Regions from separate parts of the Sus scrofa genome. Here region 1 is linked to region 2. Evidence: chromatin contacts called from public HiChIP or PLAC-seq data. All regions are on one chromosome and are shown on one strand. The core of a region is the stretch at or near the end of the contact, and the rest is flanking DNA. Distances in the headings are between cores, read along the strand shown.

Region 1 (5,241 bases), core at 2,394-4,893, 310 kb before region 2:
ACACCCACAGCACATGGAGGTTCCCAGGCTAGGGGTTGAACTGGAGCTGCAGCTGCCAGCCTACACCACAGCCACAGCAATGCAGGATCCAAGCCGCATCTGCAAACTACACCACAGCTCACTGCAACACTGGATCCTTAACCCACTGAGCAAGGCCAGGGATCAAACCTGCAACCTCATAGTTTCTAGTCAGATTCATTTCCACTGCGCCATGATGGGAACTCATTTTTTGCTTTTGTTTTTTGTTTGGATTTTGCTTAGAACAAAATATTTTAAAGTTTGGAAGCACAAAAGACCCAGAATAACCAAAGACATCCTGAAAAAGAAAAATGGAGCTGGAGGAGTCAGGCTCCCTGACTTCAGACAATACTACAAAGCTACAGTCATCAAAACTGTATGGTACTGACACAAAGGCAGAACTACAGATCAGTGGAACAGGATAGAAAGCCCAGAATTAAACCCAAGCACCTACAGTCAACTAATCTATGACAAAAGAGGCAAGAATATACAATGGAGAAAAGGCAGCCCCTTCAATAAGTGGTGCTGGGAAAACGGACAGCCACATATAAAAGAATGAAATTAGAGGAGTTCCCCTTGTGGCTCAGTGGTTAACAAATCCAACTAGGAACCATGAGGTTGTGGGTTCGATCCCTGTCCTTACTCAGTGGATTAAGGATCCAGCATTGCCGTGAGCTGTGATGTAGGTTGCAGACGTGGCTCAGATCCCTCGTTGCTGTGGCTACAGCTCCAATTGGATCCCTAGCCTGGGAACCTCCATATGCTATGAGCACAGCCCTAAAAAGACTCAAAAAAAAAAAACCACAAAAACAAACAAACAAAAAAGAATGAAATTAGAACACTCCCTAACACCACACACAAAAATAAACCCAAAGTGGATTAGAGACCTAAATATAAGACCTGATACTATAAAACTCTTAGAGAAAAACACAGGCCAAATACTCTCTGACATAAACCACATCAATATTCTCAGGTTCTCAGATCCAGCTCCTAGAGCAATGACAGTAAAAACAAAAATAAACAAACAGGGATTAATTAAACTTAAAAGTTTCTGCACAGCAAAGGAAACCCTAAACAAAACAAAAAGACAACCCATAGAATGGGAGAAAATATTTGCAAATGAAGTGACTGACAAAGAGATTAATCTCCAAAATTTATAAACACCCTCTGCAGCTCAATACCAAAAAAACAAATAACCCCATCAAAAAATGGGCAGAGGATCTAAACAGACAATTCTCCAAAGAAGACATACAGACAGCCAAAAAACACATGAAAAGATGTTCAACATCACTATTAGAGAAATGCAAATCAAGGTACCACCTTACACCAGCCAGAATGGTCATCATCAAAGTCTACAAACAGGGAGTTCCCATCATGGCACAGTGGTTAACGAATCCGACTAGGAACCATGAGGTTGCGGGTTCGATCCCTGCCCTTGCTCAGTGGGTTAAGGATCTGGTGTTGCCGTGAGTTGTGGTGTAGGTTGCAGATGCGGCTTGGATCCTGCATTGCTGTGGCTCTGGTGTAGGCCAGTGGCTACAGCTCTGATTCAACACCTAGCCTGGGAACCTCCATATGCTGAGAGAGCGGCCCTAGAAAAGACAAAAAAAAAAAAAAAAAAAAAAGTCTACAAACTATAAGTGCTGGAGAGTGTGTGGAGAAAAAGGAAGCCTGGTACACTGTTGGTGGGATTGTAAATTGGTGCAACCACTGTGGAAAACAGTATGGAGATTCCTCAGCAAACTAAAAACAGAATTACCATTTTGATCCAGCAATCCCACACCTGGGCACTTATGCAGAGAAAATCATGACTCAAAAAGATACATAGAAGTTCTCATCGTGGCTCAGTGGTTAACGAATCTGACTAGGAACCATGAGGTTGTGGGTTCCATCCCTGGCCTCGCTCAGTGGGTTAGGGATCCAGCATTGCCGTGAGCTGTGGTGTAGGTCGCAAACGTGGCTTGGATCCTGAGTTGCTGTGGATCTGGTGTAGGCCGGCAGCTACAGCTCCAATTAGACCCCTGGCCTGGGAACCTCCATATGCCACAGGAGCAGCCCTAGAAAAGGCAAAAAGCCAAAAAAAAAAAAAAAAAGAAAGAAAGAAAGAAAAAAAAGACACATGTACTCCAATGTTCATTGCAGCACTCTATACAATAGCCAAGACATGGAAACAACCTAAATGTCCATCCACAGAGGAGTGGATAAAGAAGATGTGGTACATTTACACAATGGAATATTACTCAGCCATTAAAAAGAAAAAAAAGAATGGCTTTTGCAGCAACATGGATGGACCTAGAAATTATCATGCTAAGTGAAGACAGACATCAAGACACCAACACCATATGCTACAACTTACATGTGGTATCTCAAAAAAGGTCACAATGAACTCCTTTACAGAACAGATACTGACCCACAGACTTTGAAAAACTTATGGTTTCCAAATGAGACAGGTTAGGGGGTGGGGGGATGCATTGGAGTTTGAGATGGAAATTCTATAAAATTTATGATGATCGTTGTACAAATATAAATGTAATAAAATTCATTGAGTAATAAAAAATAAAAAAAAAGAACACTATCTCAGCTATGCCCTTCTTGGTGCATCATGATGTTGATATGTCTTGTGATATAACTTTGATCACCTGCTTAACTTGGTGTCTGCTAGTTTTCTTCACTATAAAAATATAGATTTCCTCTTTGTAATTAAATAATCATGTGGGGGAGCCACTCTGAGACTCTGCAAGTGTTCTTACATCTGATATATACATACATTTCTCATCATACTCTGCCCCACTAATTTTGGCTTGCTTGCAACAGCTATTATTGTGAGGTTTGCCTACTGGTGATTTTCCATCTCCATCATACCTTCTACATTCTTTATTGGAGTTCTACTGTAACAAAGAGCTGTCTCTTCTCCTCCATCTATTTATTTGATAATTGACATATATTGGCATTAGTTCATGGATATTTTTCCCCCAGAGGTTATAATCTCTTTTTATTTTGTTCTTCAAATTGTTCCACTAGGACTCCTTTATGAGTGCATTCATTAGACCTCCTTCTGAATTGTAAATGCCACTTCAGTTGGGGAAGAGCAAGTAATTTCTCTGAATGAGGGATCACACATGGTAAGACTAACTTTACCACTTACATTACGATAAAAAAAAATCGTTTTTATGGAAAAGAACTATATATATTGAAATATCCCAAATGTGGTGTAATCTCTCAACTCTTGTTCATCCAAGACCTAATGGCCTTTGATCTTTATTTTATACATATTATTGAATTTTCTCATATTTAAATTTTCAAAAAATTTAAATTTCATATTTAGAAGCTAAATTTTCTCAGTATTTAAATCCACCTTCCCTTACACCACCCCCTCCCCAAATATTTTTGGCATTTCAAGAACACAGCCCAAACCACTAGAAATTCATATTAGTCAAAATTGATAATAAGTCTTAATTATGCTGAGTGAAAAAAAAGTCAATCCAAAAAGTCAAATACTCTATGATTCTATTTACATAACATTCTTGAAATGACAAAATAATAGCGATGGAGAAGAGAGCAGATGAGTCCTTGCCAGAGGCAAGACTGGGGAGTGACTGTGTCTATAAAAAAGGCCAATAAGGAGGATCCTTGTTGTGACAGAATTCTTCTGCTTCTAGATTTCATCAATGTCAGTACCCTGGCTGTGATATCACATTACAGTTGTGTAAGAGATTATAATGAGAAAAACTGGATAAAAGGTACAGAGGACCTCAGCATTATTTCTTACAACTGCTTGAGAATCTACAATTATCTCAAACAACAACAAAAAAATAGTGATAATGAGTTTCAACCCTGGCTTGAATACTCAGGAGAGATAAGATAATCACCATCATACCCCAACCCTGGAGATCCACTGATTGCCACTATCGGGTCTCCCCAGAATAACCAGCTGATGGCTAATTCTTCTTCAGGGTGTCTTCTTTCTGATTAGCCTTTATGTGAGTGGGAATAAGTACCATGAGTTAGGGAAGAACAGAAAAGTGCCAAGGATCAATAAGTGTTGGTTTGTCAACTGAACTACTAGCAGTTAACAGTCAAAATGTAATATTTAGCTCATAATGAATATTTGAAAAAAAAAAAATCTTTTCTTTTCACAGCCACACCTGCAGCATATGGAAGTTCCCAGGCTAGGGGTCGAAATCAGAACTGCAGATGCCAGCCTATACCACAGTCATGGCAACAGTGGAACTGAGCTGCATCTGTGAACCTACACTGCAGTCTGCAGCAACAGTGGATCCTTAACCCACTGAGAGAGGCCAGAGATCAAATCCATATCCTCATGGACACTATGTCAGGTTCTTAACCCACTGAGCCATAACAGGAATCCCCATATTTGAGAAATTCTAAACCTTCACCACCAATTATTTTCAACATGTAGGACACAAGCAGTGAGAAATGTAGCAGGAGGGAAGATGGTTTTAGTTCCAATGACAAAACAAGGTTCCTGTTCAAGCCACTAACACCAACTCCTCCAAAGTACTTTTTATTGCTTAACAGAGGTAAAAGCACAGAAATGGTGGTGGCAAGAGAACTTAAAACCAACTCGGACTAAACCACCAGCTCTACAAACACTAACCCTCCACAATCATCACAAATGACTGAGGAAGAAAACACCCCAACACGGCAAGAAACACATCCTTCATCACAGTTCAGTAAATAGTGGTTAATTAACAATGTGAGACCAGATGTGGGTTTTTTTTTTTTCTGAAAAGATAAAAATCCTAACAGTCAAAATAATGTAATCATCAGTTTGTTTTTCTCTCCACAAAGGCTGACATTATAACCATTAAGCATATTTAGTAACTACATATATTCGAGCTCTGATAAAGGTACAGAAGACCAATTACTACAAATTGCTGCCCCTTCCCAATTTCAGTATTAATCTATCTAAACAGAAAATGGTGTAGGGGACAAGAAACTGCCCTCACAGATGCCTACAATCGTTACCTTGTGCTGTCCCAAGTCAATAGAGAGTTTCAAACCACATGTTCCTCACCTCCTCCAGAGGATGCAATGGTTGTAATCACATTACCATTACAGATTAATACTAATATACTAAGCTTAATAATATGATAAATTAGGTATTTCATATTAGATTCCAGCATGGACATGTAGAAGACATCAAAGTTTATATCACATTTAGAATGGATAAGCAGGAGTTCCTGTCATGGCGCAGTGGTT
Region 2 (5,890 bases), core at 2,684-5,183:
GGAACACAGGAGCACAGCACAGGCAGGATCGCCAGCCGTGAGCTGAGGGTGTCAGGGCTGCAGAGCTGATGTCTGGTTCTGGAGCCTACAACCGCTCCCACCCCCAAGAGCCCAAGGGTTAGAGGTGGAGGGAGGGGCCGGCTCTAGGCAGAGAGACTGTTACAAAGGGAACACTGACAATTACAAAGGGAACACTCACAAGCATTTGAGGAACCGAGGCAGGTTCACTCTGACTGGGAGGGGAGGGGGGCTGGGGGAAGAGAAATAAGACCAGCCCAGCCAGGTGGAGGACTCTGATCCTGAATCGTCAGTTACAGGTCTGAGCACCTCAAGACCAGAAACAAGCACAGGTCACACACATGTTCAGCAACACACAGATTTAGGATAATCAAAAAATATAAAATGCATTTTAGCTACAAATGCATAAAAATGTTTAATGAGGGCAAAACCAGGGAGCTGGCCACATTTGCAGGGGTGGCAACAGGCTCGATGTAAGGACAAAGAGATCTGGCTCCTAGATCCCTCTCCACCTGCCCAGCAACTAGTTCCTTGGCCAGGGAGCCATTTCCTCGTCTATGAAACAGATGGAACTACTTTGCAAAGTAAAATCATGTAAATATGAACTATTACAGTTAGTCCATCTTATCAATTATGCTTTCTCTGAAATGCTGGTCTTGAACACCTGGCAGCACACATAACCTGGACTCATCTGCCTCTCACAATTCTTAGAAAAGAACACAGTGCAGAAAATTGGATTATGTCACAATGTGAGTCCTGACGTCAGCATTCTAAACCTCCAACATGATTTGTTTCTACTTTGAAAGCATCACCACTATATTTCTCAGACTAAAGAAGTCTTTCTTGGAGTTCCTGTCATGGCTCAGCAGAAACAAATCTGACTAGCATACATGAAGATGCAGGTTCAATCCATGGCCTCAATCAGTGGATTAAGGATCCAGCATTTCTGTGAGCTGTGGTGTAGGTTGCAGACACAGCTCGGATCTGGCATTGCTGTGGCTCTGGCGTAGGCCAGTGGCTACAGCTCCGAATGGACCCCTAGCCTGGTAACCTCCATATGCCGTGGGAGTGGCCCAAGAAATGGCAAAAAGACAAAAAAAAAAAAAAAAAAAAAAAAAAAGTCTTTCTCTGTCTTTGCCAAGGAAAACAAAGGATTAATTAAGAGGACCTCTGGCCAACGGCACTCTTGGTGGGGACAAGCATATTCCTACCTTTCTTGACAACATCTAAGGCCAAGACCCTCCACTCCCGATGGCCTCCCCACCCCCAGACACCCCTTCTGGGAGATGGCAGCGGCCACGCAGAGACACAGGTGCTTCTGGCTCAGATGTGGAAGTCAAATCACACAGGAAGGGATGAAAAGAAACCTTTAAGCCTTGAGAAGCAATACTCAGAAAATGATCTTTTCTCTGGTGTCCCCTGTCCCCACACCTCATAAGAAACCACCTCCTCAGAGTTGATTAAAGTGGCAAATTAAGGGTATGGCATCCTGAAGAGGAACTTGCAAAACAGTCCAGAGACGAAAGAAAGGCCAAGAGATCAAAATTGCAATACCCCTGATGCCCATTAACTTGTCATTGCTTTTCTGAAAAACAGGGAGCACGACTCTCACGGAACAAAGGCTGCAGAGGGTGACTCTCCGGGCCTCTTCCCAAACTAAGCTGTGTTCTCTGGGAAATAAAAAGTGTCAACTCTCATCATTGTGTGGGGACAGCCACCATGGAATAAATACTCTCAAGTACTAGTTGGCCTGCTGATTTCAAAGCTGATACCCAGGAGTTCCTGTGTGGCTCAGTGGTAACAATCCCCACTAGTATCCATGAGGAAGAGAGTTCTATCCCTGGCCTTGCTCAGTAGGTTAAGGATCCAGTATTGCAGTGAGCCGATCACAGCATTGCCATGAGGTGTAGGTCGCAGAGGCTGCCCGGTCTGGCATTGCCCTGGCTGTGGCATTGGCCAGCAGCTACAACTCTGATTCAACCTCTAGCCTAGGAACTTCCGTACGCCACAGGTGCAGCCCTAAAAAAAAAATAAAATAAATTTAAAAAACCACCTGATATCCACTCCTGGGCACTTATCTGCAGAAAACCCTAATTTGAAAAGATACAGGCACCCCAATGTTCACAGCAGCACTACTCACAACAGGCAAGACAAAGGAGCAACCTAAATGTCCACTGACAGATGAATGGATAAAAAAGATGTGGTACAGAAGTTCCCGCTGTAGCACAAAGGGATTGGGGGGGGGGTCTCTGGAGCACTGGGATGCAAGTTTGATCCCCCGCCAGGCAGAGTGGGTTAAGGATCCGGTGTTGCTGAAGCCGCAGGGCAGGTCACAACTGTGGTTAAGGTCTGATTAAGTTACCGTGACCCGGTAACACTACAGCCAAGAAAGAAAAAAAGAAGAAGTGGGGGAGGAGGGGGAGACTTGGTACATATATACAATGGAATATTAGCAGTAAGGAATGAAATAATGCCATTTGCAGCAATATGGATGCACCTAGAGATGATCACACTAAGTGAGGTTAGTCAGACAGTAAAAGACAAACATCATATGATATCACTTATACGTGGAATCTTAAAAAGAATACAAATGAACTTATCTACAGAACAAAAACAGACTCATAGACTTTGAAAAACTTACAGTTACCAAAGTAGAGAGGAATGGACTGGGGGTTTGGGATTGGCATATGCACACTGAGGTATCTACAATGACTGGCCAGTGGGGACCTGCTGTATAAGATTCTACCCAATATCCTGTGCTAATCTATGTGGGAAAGAATCTGAAAGAGAATGGATGTGAGCACATGTATGACTGAATCACTTCGTTGTAGAGAAGAAATGATCACAACCTTGGAAATCAACTATACTTCAATAAAAGTTTTTAAAATGAAAAAAAGTCTGATATTCACAAAATTCAAATGGGAGGGACAGATGTCTGAGAGCCTCCTGAAGCTGGAAGCATATATAACTCATGCACTAGTAAATGTAGGTGGCTTGTTTTCTTAATCTCTGACCATGAGAAACCAAATCAAGCACTCCTTTATTAATCCGAGTCTCACCTGCCGTTAACACTTTTCCTGTATGAAGTGCATTAGTACACAGGTATCTATCTGGTCACTCGTTTTTATGAGGATGAAACTGTGTGAAGCCAGTAGAATATTTATCTTGAACAGAGGTCTGGATTAGGACCAGGAAACAGAAGTAGGGATAAACACACATTTTCTGGAAGGAGACTGTAAACAGAGTGGTCTTTTCCATGGTGGGTGTGAGGCGTGAACTCAGCTTTTTCACGGCCAATCTGAGGGGGAGGCTGACCGAGGAGAGGGCCACATGTATGAATGACTCTAAACACTTTCAGCAGGAAAATGCTCAATGGAGGGCAAACACAGTGAACCCTTTCAGGGTTCTCTGAACAAACAGGTAAGAAAGTGGTAAATGAGTTTCCATTTGGGCAAAGGTCTGGTCAGTTTAAGGAATGACGGTTTTCAAGCTATTCTTATGACAGACCGAGGCTCTCAAAAAAGCATATTCTTTTTTTTTTTTTTTTTTTTTTTTTGTCTTTTTGTCTTTTTCAGGTCCGCACCCACAGCATATGGATGTTCCCAGGATAGGGGTCTAATTGGAGCTGTTGCCGCTGGCCTACACCAGAGCCACAGCAACGCGGGATCCAAGCTGCATCTGCAACCTGAACCACAGCTCACGGCAACGCCAGATCCCTAACCAACTGAGCAAGGCCAGGGAGCGAGGCCAGGGATCGAACCCACAACCTCATGGTTCCTAGTTGGATTCGTAAACCCCTGAGCCACGACAGGAACTCCCAAAAAAGTATATTCTTAACAGACTACTCCTGCATAGCTTGGCAGTGAACCTCAGAAATCGAAAGTGGAACCAGAGATCAAATGGTCTACAGAGAAGAGTCTCTGTGGTTTAAGAAAAATGACATAACCCTGTAACTGAAAAGAAAGAAGCAAAGGGGGAGAAACACACTAAGAGCGTGGACAGGATAAACACACTTACTGGTTAAATTCTGAAATGGAAGCCCTGGAAGATGGTCTTAGAGCTTTAAAGAGGCAAGTTGATGCACAAAAACAAACTTTTTATTAGCCATGATATAAAGGTCCTTTTTGTGCATCAACTTATCTCTTTAAAGCTCTAAGAACAATCTGTATTCCTCTAAGCAGTGATACCAGCTGAAGAAAGGAACAAGCTCAAATAAGCATACTTAAACATTGAGTCCCCAGCACTGTCCACAGTGCTGTGCACCACAGAGACATGTGTACAATGTTCCTTGCACTCAAGGGATAATCTGGGAGCATTGGGAAAATTAGGATACCAGAGAGTAGAATGCTGGAGGTGCCATAAAGACCCATCAAAAAGAGCTCAGAGGGCTTATTTTGGCGAGACAGAGTAAACAATCATGTGAACTGAGTTTGGAAGAGCAAATGGAATTTTTTTCTTAAGTTTTACTGAGGTATAATTTACAAGTTTTATTGAAGCACAGTGATAATTTGCACTCTAAGCAAATGGAATTTAGTTTTGAGGGAGGGAACAGAAAAAGAAAACTCTTACAGTGTATAACACGGTGACTATAGTTAATACTGTACTGCATATTTGAAAGTTGCTAAGATAACAGACCTTAAAAGTTCTCATCATAAGAAAAAAAAAATTGGAACCACATGACAGATAAGACTTACTGTACATATGAATACATGAATACTGTACATGAATACAATACATATGAATACCAAATCACATTGAAAACCTGAAACCAATATAATGCTATATACCAATTATACATCAATTTATTATTATTATTTATTGTATCAATTTTTTAAATTATCAAAAAGGGAAGAAAAAGTCGTAAGAGCAAAATATGGATTTCCTATGCCCTCTGGCAAATACCAGTCTAAAATGTCCCCTAACAACCACTGCCTCATGAATATCATTACTGAGGTGTCCAACTCCACCTCAAATTTAGCATGCACAAAAACAAATGTACATACTCCTTTTTCTTTTTTAAGTCACTTAGCCTTATAATTGCCCTATTCCATTAATTATGCTATCATTCTCCCAGGTTACTCAGATTCAAACCCTGGAAGTTTGTTTGATTTTGTTTTTGTTTTTGTTTTTAATGGCCACATCCATTACACATGGAAATTCCTGGGCCAGGGATCAAACCTGAGACCTCTGCCACAGCTGTCCCAATGCTTGATCCTTTTTTTTTTTTTTTTGTCTTTTTGTCATTTCCAGGGCTGCACCTTGCGGCATATGGAGGTTCCCAGCCTAGGGGTCTAATCAGAGCTAGAGCTGCTGGCCTACATCACAGCTACAGCAACACCAAATCCAAGCTGCATCTGCAACCTACACCACAGCTCACGGCAACGCCGGATCCCCAACCCACTGAGTGAGGCCAGGGTCGAACCCACAACTTCATGGTTCCTAGTCTGATTCGTTAACCACTGAGCTACGACGGGAACTCCCCAATGCTTGATCCTTTAACCCACCGTGCGGAGCCAGGGATGGAACGTGCACCTCCGCTACATTGGGATTCTTAACCCACTGTGCCACAGTAGGAACTCCTGGAAGTTATTTTATATACTACTCCTTTCTTCCTTCCTTCCTTTCTTGAAGTACAGTTGATTTGCACTGTTGTGTTGGTTTCAGGGGTACAGGGTGAGCCAACCAGACAGCTCTGCTTTTAGGAGGCAGGAGTCCAAAGGCTGAGGGGGTGGCTGGGTAGGACTACTCTGAATGGAAGGGAAGTCACTCCACAGATAAAACACAAACTTGTTAAAACAGTGATACAGTTTTATATATATATATATATATATATTTATATATATGCTTTGATGCCCAAACTCAGCCTTACATC

Evidence for each region. HiChIP or PLAC-seq counts read pairs in DNA pulled down with a chosen protein or histone mark.
Region 1: an H3K27ac HiChIP or PLAC-seq map of alveolar macrophages shows a contact between it and region 2. The contact joins two enhancer-like sites. A contact is called at or near these places in 2 of 5 promoter capture datasets (fetal liver and liver) and 1 of 2 datasets of contacts at active chromatin or transcription factors (alveolar macrophages).

What each region holds. Positions count from the first base shown.
Region 1 is chr8:48,028,498-48,033,738 of Sscrofa11.1, reverse strand. All of the region lies in intron 1 of LOC110262100 (rap guanine nucleotide exchange factor 6-like), which reads right to left. Among named protein-coding and RNA genes, the nearest start is that of RAPGEF2, 150 kb to the left of the region's middle. Within about 2 kb of position 3,643, at least 1 of the 83 cell types and tissues checked has an H3K27ac peak or open chromatin away from gene starts, as enhancers often do. A contact at or near this core is called in alveolar macrophages, where this site is marked.
Region 2 is chr8:47,717,989-47,723,878 of Sscrofa11.1, reverse strand. The region is part of intron 1 of FNIP2 (folliculin-interacting protein 2); the gene reads right to left. Among named protein-coding and RNA genes, the nearest start is that of FNIP2, 18 kb to the right of the region's middle. Within about 2 kb of position 3,933, at least 18 of the 83 cell types and tissues checked have an H3K27ac peak or open chromatin away from gene starts, as enhancers often do. A contact at or near this core is called in alveolar macrophages, where this site is marked.